Linked DNA regions of Gasterosteus aculeatus: region 1 is linked to region 2. Evidence: chromatin contacts called from public Hi-C data. All regions are on one chromosome and are shown on one strand. The core of a region is the stretch at or near the end of the contact, and the rest is flanking DNA. Distances in the headings are between cores, read along the strand shown. Region 1 holds the start of mrpl19 (mitochondrial ribosomal protein L19). Region 2 overlaps smek1 (SMEK homolog 1, suppressor of mek1 (Dictyostelium)).

What was found. A called contact is a pair of places that touch in the nucleus more often than the background predicts.
Region 1: a Hi-C map of tail fin shows a contact between it and region 2, with 6 times the contacts expected there. The contact joins the promoter of mrpl19 here to the enhancer-like site in region 2. A contact is called at or near these places in 3 of 6 Hi-C or Micro-C datasets (skeletal muscle, tail fin and whole body).

Annotation. Positions count from the first base shown.
Region 1 is chr18:9,614,732-9,619,477 of fGasAcu3.hap1.1, forward strand. mrpl19 (mitochondrial ribosomal protein L19) reads right to left here and starts at 1,657. Exons shown (of 6, transcript XM_040160845.2): 1 at 1,417-1,657; 2 at 1,065-1,188; 3 at 845-963; 4 at 527-661; 5 at 91-272. The coding sequence starts at 1,594. It overlaps eva1aa (eva-1 homolog A, regulator of programmed cell death a), which reads left to right and starts at 2,151. Exons shown (of 8, transcript XM_040160844.2): 1 at 2,151-2,388. The coding sequence starts at 2,280.
Region 2 is chr18:9,478,856-9,483,747 of fGasAcu3.hap1.1, forward strand. It overlaps smek1 (SMEK homolog 1, suppressor of mek1 (Dictyostelium)), which reads left to right. Exons shown (of 15, transcript XM_078093140.1): 13 at 140-330; 14 at 843-1,054; 15 at 1,137-2,352. The coding sequence ends at 1,268. Among protein-coding and RNA genes, the nearest start is that of smek1, 8.8 kb to the left of the region's middle. Within about 2 kb of position 3,601, at least 1 of the 9 cell types and tissues checked has open chromatin away from gene starts, as enhancers often do.

The DNA of each region.
Region 1 (4,746 bases), core at 407-2,906, 130 kb after region 2:
TGCATAAAGATACAACGAATGAGCTCGGAGACGCCCCCCTTTAATCCAGGCCTCTGTTATAAATTAGGGTGCATCTTGAAGACCTCCCACCTTGTTGACGGTCACCTCCCCGGTGGGGGAAAAGGGCACAGGCTTCATCTCCGGGTCCACGGTGCTGTACTCGCTCAGAGCGTCTCTCAGGTACACAAGGTTGTCGTCCAGCCTCTTCTCAAGCTTCAGCACGTCGATCTTCTGGATACGGGGGCTGTACATCTCGTAGCAGATCTCCACCCCTGAGCGACACAGACACGATGGAAAGCTGGTTCACTCCTTGTAAATATCGAGTCCTGTATTCTTCCTCAACCAAGTTACAAATGGCCAACACTTCCACAGGGATGTGTACATGAGCACAGAGGGGGAAAACTCAGGCAGATTTTATACTAAAACGTAATATAACATTTACATTAGTAGAGACAGTGATGACACAGCGTGTGTGACAATTTCCAAACACAGAAAACACTCACACAGAAAATAAATAAAAGCTCACCTTGATTATCGATGATGTTCCTCAGGACAAATGTGGCCCCCAGGCCCTTCCCCCCCCTCTGGATGCAAATGCCCACGAAGCGATTGATTTTCCCGCTGGCGTTGGGGTCGGCCATGGTCACTGCCAGGATGCTCCCTTAGAACAACCAAAAGCAAGTTACACTTATTAAAAATGTGCAAACAAACTTTTGAAGCCGGTGCAGAATTTGACAAAGTTTAGGAAGATCACATAAAAAAAAGAGGATCCGAGGGGCAACTTAATGAGAGGAAACCGGAAGTTTCGTCATCTTGGAAGAGTCACGTGTGCCCGTTTTCTCACCTACGTAGAATTCGGGGATGTGAAGGACTTTCCTCCTGCGGATCATGTCCTTCCTCTCGATGGCGAATTTAAAAGGATCCGTCCTCTGTCTCGGAGGGACAAACTCCGGGCTCAGAAACCTGAGAAGCAAACGACAAAGACAGTGTAAGAACACCACGTTTTACACACACACACACACACACACACACACACACACACACAGACTGACGCGGTTTCATACTTCCGCAGAGACGCCACGGTCTGTGTCTTGTCTATGATGACAGGTTTCGCTGGAGGAGAGAACTTTGGCGGCTCCTCGCCGTTGTGACCCGGAGCCGGACGACACAGCGACGTCGATACGAACCCTGGAAGACACAAGAAAACGCGACGAAGGGTGAGTCAGTCGGTCATGAAGCGGCGGTCGCTCGTCACGTTGAGCGGTGGCTATTAGCTAAAAGTGTCGCGTCGGCTAACGGGACGTTAGCTCGCAGGTGCGTTTTACGTTAAACTACGAGAACAACACGCCTTCAGAGCCCGACGTGGAACCGTGAAGTTTACCGGAGAGAAAGGAGCTTTGTCTTGTATTTGCTTACGTTCATTTTGGAGCCGCGGGTCTCGTAATAACCTTAGGGAGAACGTGCATCTGTGGAGCCCTTTCGCACAGGCTGCCATGTCTGACCTTCCGTTTTTACACGGGAAGTTGTACGGAAGCCGCGTGGGGAAATGCGCGTCTACGAAACGCGATTTCTTATGAGCTGCAGTGACTTCCATCGGCCGCAAGATGTCGCAGCCGCGTCATTTACATCATTCACCGGCTTCCATTTCAAATGCAAGTGCGATGTAGGAAGTAGGTCGTAAATAGTATGCATGTATAACTAAATCCGAGCGTTATTTATGGATGATTCCAAACCAAATTTGTTAAAGTACATTTTACTTCCACTCCAAAATGTATTAGAGGTGTGGGCGATATAACACTTTAAAAACCCTCCAATACAAGAACAGGTCCTGTATCCAAAATTGTATTTCAAAGCAAAAAATATCTAACAACATAGTGCACATAAACAATTAAAAGAAAAATATGATGAGTAAAGGAGGGGGGGGGGGCAAAAGGGCCCCCGTCAGGGTGTTATATAATTGGATAATGGCCTGTGTCTTGGTAGTGAAATCCGGGTCTTTGAGACCATGCAGGGGGAGCGGCGGTGCTCCAGGTGGGCTGCCTTCAGGAACACGCAGTCAGAAGCGCACTCCGGGAGCGGGCCACTGCTCGACGCGCACAGGGGGGAGGATGAGGGAGGACTAGAGAGAGACCCGGGAGCGCACATCTCCCGCACGCGACGCGCCACCTGGAGAAAGAACAACAACAACAAACAACAAAAATAAAAAATAAAAAACCAAATGTGGCTGCGGGACTTTCTGGCGCTACGGAGAAACTCGCGCGCACGTTGAGGCTTCAAGGATGTTCCTCTCAGATGGGACTCTCTCGGCCGTCACTTCTGCGCTCCTGCTGGGAATAACGTGCCTGGGCGTCCTCGGCGATCTCACCAAGGGCTCTGCAGACTTTTCAGGTTGGGGAAATTCTTTTTCTTTTGTTCACCTTCTTGTTTTGGAGACAAAAAAGCGGTCTTCTTTGCACACTTTAAAAAGCGGGTCGATGTACGAGTAAACAATTGGCACCGGAGATGAAACGCATGCACATTAAGCCATTACGCACGCTTTTTGGAAAGCTGGCCACTCTGGAATAAGTGTGCGCAGTGATTTCGGCGCAGCGAGTCTCCCAGGACGACCCGCGGCGTGCTGCAGCATGCTCACTACTATGTTTGTTCCAGAATGAACAACTTTAACACGGGAGACGGGGGGGGGGGGGGGGGGGGCTGTGCTTATCTTATGGCCAATTCTGACTCACGTTATGGGCACTGCGAACAACAGGGGGTCCCCTTTCCCGAAGCCACCTGGCCGCATACGGGATTAAAGGCTTGGTCTGTGCACACACACACACACACACACACACATCTCATTGATGCAATGCAGATAGGTGGGGTTAATGTGTTACTATACATGATGGGAACCATCGTCGAGACCAAGTGCACGGATTTATGGCTCAGAGAATAAAAAGCAAACTTCAGAGCAGTGCCCCCCCACACACGCCCCTGCTCTCATACAATCAGTTTGCAAGGTGAAGTCAGTGTTAGTCATATCAGTGCCTGGATCCCGCCAATTACTTCAGGTTTATGTGCAATCCGGTGTGACGGAATCCACGGGCTTTAAAAGGCAGCATATTGCAGAACTAATTGGGTTTTTTCTTTTTCTTTCTGTGTTGCATTAAAGGCCTCCGAGCTCCGTTGAACCCTGAGCCGGCCTGCGGGGGGGGGGGGTTCTGTTTACTGTGCCATAAAGCGGGAAGGCAGCGTTGTGTCGGTGTTAATTGGCCTCTAATGGGTCTAATGGTTGGCAACAAGCGGACTAACACTCTGGGGAAAAGGTGCTAAAGAGCACATGTGTGTATCATGCCGTGTGTGTGTGTGTGTGTGCGTGTGTCCAGTGTCTGCTCCTAATGAGCGGCAAAATATATCGCGGTCCTGCAAGTCCACTTGTCCTGGAGGTGGGCAGGAGACGCTGCTGTCATTTGCGTCACCTGCACCTGAGATCGGTTTTGTCTGCCGTCCCCAGGTTCGGTTCGTCCGTCAAGAACCGTGCGCCTAGAGAAACGCTGACCAAGCGCGCCCCCGGGTGAATGACGCCAGAAAGACGACTAAGAATACCTCAGGGACAAAGAAATCCTTCAGTCCTCACATTCTTGGCCGGCAGAGTCTCCCTGGAGACCGAGGGGAGGGTGTTTTGATTGGCAGGTGCTGCCAGGCCGATGGAAGTGGTAAATTCCCCCGTGGCTCAGGCCTCTTCTTGGGGACGCCGGGTCGGACCGCTGGTGGTGGACAATCCGGTCAGGCGGGTGAACCTGAGGGTGAAGTCATCCAGCCGTTGATTTTTATTTTTTCCCCCTGTTCCCGCCTCTTTCTGCGTGTCTTTGTATTTGCACCGTTTGTTGACATCTGGAGCAATCGCACCAACCGTGCCGTCATGTCGCCGGGTGTTTGGATTCTGTGTCTCTCCCCCCCCCTGTTATCATGTTCTATTACACAGCTGCCCCAACGGGTAATTACACGTGTGCAGCGAGCCGAGCCACACTTCGCAGCCCCCGGGCCAGCGCGGCGGGGCGAGCTAGTTGTGCACAATGTTTAACACGTCATAGATTATTCGCCGTCGGTGTCGTTCGTGCGAAGATTTCCTGCTTTTGTTTCTTTTAAGCGAGAGCGAGTAGCATCGTCTTTTTGTGTCCGTTGGACAACAACTTAGTATTGTTGTCCGGGGGGAATTGGTGGGATGTGTTTCTTTTTTTTTAATGACATTAATGAATAATTGATAATAATCGCTGGTTGCAGACAGCAAATGTGTTCCTGTTCATCACTTACTGGGGATAGAATTGGTTCTCGGTGCATTGTTTGTCTCCTTAAAGCGCAGAACCTTTTTGGACGCATGTTGTTCGTTATATACGACGCTGCCGACGGGGTTACAGTGCAGCAACTTCTCTTCGGTTGAACCCCTTTAGGCAAAAAAACCCTATTTAAACCCAGTGAATGGGATGCGAGGCTGTTTAGGGGCCAAGGGGGTCAGCTGAGGTCATCCCATGGTAACTCTTGAGTGTGTGCTTAGGGGGAAGTTATCATCCGTCTTGCTCTTTGTTCCCCCTCCTGTCGAGCCTCATCACACATGTCGACCACTGTCGGGAAGGAGAGGTCATGAATTTTAGATTGAGTTCAGAAGGAGGGCTGGGAAATGTTTCCGGGATCACTTCTACCGAAAAAATGAATCACTATTTTAAGTCATTTATCGAGCGGAAATGGTTTGACTCTGATTGTCAAATGTGA
Region 2 (4,892 bases), core at 2,351-4,850:
GCTGCTCTGCTATTACCATTGGATGGTTTCCAGTGTGCATTATGGGTATTCTTTTGTCCAGGGTCTTGTGTCAGTTGCTATGGGCAGTGCCTCTTATAATAATAATAATAATAATAATAATGTTATTCATCCTCTCCAGCATGCGCTCCATCCTGAGAAACCACCGCTTCCGTCGCGACGCGCGGACGCTGGAGGATGAAGAGGAGATGTGGTTCAACACGGATGAAGACGATCTCGAGGACGGTGAGGCGGTGGTTCCTCCATCCGACAAGATGAAGAGTGAGGAAGACCTCATGGAACCTATAAGCAAGTTCATGGAGAGAAAGAAATGTACGTATGGAAATACATCGTCTTCTTGTTTGTTGCAGGGGAGAAAATGTGTGGCAACAATAATGACTGATTTGTTTTGGAATGAGAGATTTTTCTATCCTGGTATTTGTGGTTTCTAAATTGTTTTACAATTTAATGGGCTGAGCTTTTATGATGGTTCTATCAGTGTAAGATAACTTGGTAGGAACATCAAGAGGAGGACTGAGGAGGGAATACCATCAGAAAGGGAGTTTTATACACCCGCCCAATATAGTCACTTGCAATTAGGTAGATATATAATAAATCAACCTTTTACGAGCTATTGGAAATATACTGTTGCATATTGTCATTTTTACTCTCGGTCTCAAAATACATTTAATTCTAGTTCTTTGTTAGTCTGTTGATTTTGGGTGAGACACACACAACGAAATGTGTCTTCTAAACGCTTGTGTTCCTAGAACATATACTTGTTCACCTGTCGAGTGGTGAAAGAGGACGTGATGACCCTGTTTTCTCCCTCCTGTCCCTCAAAGTGAAAGACACGGACGACAAAGACGTGCTGGGGAAGTCAAGCTTATCCGGCAGGCAGAACCCGAGCTTCAAGCTCTCCTTCTCTGGCTCCACCAAAACCAGCCTGTCCAGCCCTCCTTCCTCTGCCTCGTTGAACCCGGGCTCTCCGGGATCACCGGGCTCTCCGGGCTCGGGGGCGCGGAGCTCTGCCTCCCCCACAACTGTAACCACAAAGGTAGCCGTCGGCGTTTTAACGCTTTAAGCGCCTGAAAAATAAGTCGGAATGATGTGATTTTTGACTTGTGTTTCCTCTCCAGGGAGGCTTGGTGGGACTGGTGGACTATCCCGACGACGACGATGAGGATGACGAGGAGGACGAGGACGAGGAGGACGGCGAGAGCAAAGAGGACCCTCTGCCTCCCTCGAAGAAGTCCAAGCTGAGCTCCTAAAGAAGCTCCGCTGCTCGGGGCGGGTGCAGCCCACAGACCTTTTGCAGGGTTGATCAAGCTTGTAAACCGATGAATGATTTTAGAGCCACGCAGCGGGCGGCCACACGGAGGAGCAGACTGTGCACGGATGCAAGGCCTCCTCAGACTAGTCCGCTTCATACAAGTGCCAATCAGGAAACCCGGAGTAAAAAAAAAAGAAAAAGGAAAAAAAAAGAAAGAAAAAACGTCTGGAAGCGTGAATGTCGGGGGAGGAAAAGATCCGCTCGGTAGGTGGTGGGCGCACTTCGGGCCGGTTACTCAGACCGCATTCGAAAAAAACATGTACACACCGACTGAAACCCCAGAGAGCCTGCCGGCTCGGACAACAACCCACTGCCCCCCCACCTCCCCTCATCCCTCCCACCCCCGCTCCCACCAGCCCCCCCCCCACTCAGGGAATGACATCACAGCGGCCCAAATAGGTCGGCCAGTTCAGACCCAGAACCACCACTCGCACCCCCCTCCCCCCTTGAGAATTCACCTTCCTCCTCGTTCGTTTCCACCTGCTTCTTTTGCTTCTCTTCTTTTTCCTCCTTTCTTCATCTGCTGCTTTTGAACCCAGTTTTTTTTTTTTTTTGTTAGTGTATAATACCAGACGGGAGGCGGCGTGCGGCGCCGTCCTTGTTGTCGTTTGATGATGTCATCAGTGTTGTCGTTCTTCAACGGACATTCTTTCTCGGAAGAGAAAAAAAAAGCCAGCAGTTTCTTCATCATTTTGTTTTTGTTCTCTATTTGTCTCAATCTTTCTCCTGTTTTTTGTAAATGATGACAAAAAAAGACCTGCCTTTAAATGTTCAGGACGTTTTCAGTCAAACTTGAACAGGTTTTTAAAGACCTCAGTAGGTGAGCTAGTTTTACCCTTTTTGCCCTTTGAAACTGCAGATTTTTTGGAGAATTTGTAATCCCGTCTTGATTAAAGATTGAGTGGAATTCTAGATGTGATGAATTTTGTCATATCTTTTCTTTTTTTTTCCTTTTACATTAGTGTACACTTAGTTGTTCAGAATATTTGGGACCATTAAAATGATCTTTGCTGTAAGATGTCCTCCTCGCTGCATCGTGCTGTTATTGATCTGTCCCGGTTGCCTCGGCAACACGAGAATATAACTGCAGTGCAGAAGGTCCGGCTGGGTTCAACTTGGTTCCACAAACTATTATCCGGCAGCTCAACCCGACTCCACGTAGATTAGGGAAAGACCTCCGATGCCGCCCTAATACTGTAAAAATGTGAAATTTCAGTGTACATTTTCATACTTTGAAACATGTCTGTTATTACCAAAACAAATTGATGTTGTGAAAACCATGTACATGAGAAAATATATGGTCAGCTTCTGTTGTCTTAGGACAAACTTTGTTGATTTGACTCAACTTTAAAATGTATTTTGAGCCCTTGGTTCTTTCATTTTTCTTGGCGTACCTCAGTTGCTGATGTCGTTGTGATCCACCAGGTGGCGCTCTGAGTCCATAAGAGAACCATCGAGAGACGCGCGATGCCCGTCCTTGAATTCTTTCACTGGATGTGTTTGGGATGCCGTCATTTTGGCACAACCGCGGTTAAACCCCGCTGAAGGTTTGATGCGTCTATTGCATCAAACCTTCATCCTATGGGTTTATTATCCTTCCAGTACCACGGATTGTAAAGCAATTCTTCCGCATAAACTAAAATATCATATTCAATAACTCTAACTTCATCGCATGGAGGTTAAAAACAAGGTTGTGTTGCAGTGAAAGATTATACTTATATATTTGTTGATCTGGTCCTTTGGTGTTTATCAGCTCGAGGTGACGTGCTGATTTAGCACCGCTGCACGCTGGTAGACCATAAAGTGTTGCCTTTTCTTTTTTATACAAAGAGTGAAAATAGTTTACAAAAAATGTCAGTGCCTCCCAGCCTATGTGGTCGCCTCGGTGGGGGTTTGAGAGCAACTCCAAAAACAAACCGCGTCCAAGGCCACCGAGGAGTCCCTGTGTTGTCCCTCCAAGTGCATTGTGGGGCCCCCAAAACGCCGCTTGTTATTTCCAGGAGCCGACAGAAGCGGATTGCTCGGGTACTCGGCGTGCAGCGCGCCCCAATCCAGGCTCCCGCTCGCACGAAAGCCGCCGGCAGACAACAGCAGCTTTTTTTTTTTTTTCCAGGAGTGGCCCCATCCTGCCAGCCTCCGTCCGCTCCGCAGCAGGAATGTGGCAGAATGTGTGTGTGTGTGTGTGTCTCCCTCTGCCACTGGAGAGGCCAACCCGCTGCCGGTGCCAGCCTCTGCTCCACCAGAATGCCGGCTGCCCTGCCGGTGCCAAGGCGCTCACCCGGCTCTGCCCGCCTGAATGTCTGCCAGACGGAGGAGTCGCCCATCGGGAGACACTGCCGTCCAGCTTCCCGCCGGGCGCATGAAAAGCTTCTTTGACGGCTCTCTCCGTTTGGCTCGTCTTCCCCCGGCTGCCAACTGCCACTTATCGGGGGGGAAGGGAGGGAGGGGGGGTGTCGCCTGTGACTGATCACGTCGGTAGATTTGTGGGCAGATGACGATGAACAGTGGCGTGAAATCAGGCAATGCAAACAATATTGCGCCTTGTTGGTGGATAAGTTGTGCGCATGTTTTAGTGAGACAACCATAATTACGCATCGTAACCCGGGGAGAAAGTAGACATTATTCTCCATCCACCCGACCCGATACGCAGACCCCCCCATCTCAGTTTTGGGTCCTTGGATAAGATACTAGACTAAGCCAAATTCACAATGTAGTGTACTTTTTACGACACTATAGGTGTTTGAAAGCTTTAGTTACTCTTCAGATATCCAATAAAAGATCAGTTAAGAAAGTAGTGGTTTCCATCCATCAAGATATTCTCCCTCCAAACGTCTCACATTGTCTCATTCAAATCAGGGTTTGAGTCCTGAAGGTAAAACTCACAGAAAAGCTTGAAATTAAAAAAAACGTCTTAAAGATAAGATCCCGAGGTCTGTCTGCGTAAGGGGCCCTGACCCACAGTTTGGTAACTGCCGGATTTAACGATAAACAAAAAAGTCCTTCCGTTATGAGCTCTTTTATTCAGTGTATCAATGTTCTGTCATTTGGTGCAGGGAACAGTGGGTTAGTTGGTTCTTGATGCTTAGTACTTGTGTTTCTAACCCAAAGAGGCTCACCCGTAGGGGGCGATGGAGACTACTCGGGTAGATTTAATAAACTCCAGATCAATAGAAGAAGAAATAACTCATTAGACGGTCCTGGTCGTGACAGGAAGTCACCTGTCACTGCAGTTTCCCCCACCAAACCTCTGTGCTACTTTCTGCTCTCGGGGAGCGTCCTCGCCGCTATCAAAGCAGCGATCCAAACACTGCTCCATTATCTTAATCCCGTGTAATCCTCCGAACCGACCCGGGATATGAAACAGGAAACGTGGCGCACACATGCAGGTTTTTGTTCGGAAGCCGAGGTTGTCAAAACACCCGCTCGGAGTCCACCGCCGCGTCTGCCCCCGCCGGGGCCTGGCGTCTCGGGCCGGACAAAGACCTGTGTTTCCCCCCCCGGCACAAAGTGCTCTCTGTGTCCGCCGGAGCTCCCCTTGATTTAATGGGGGAGGTACGGAGGA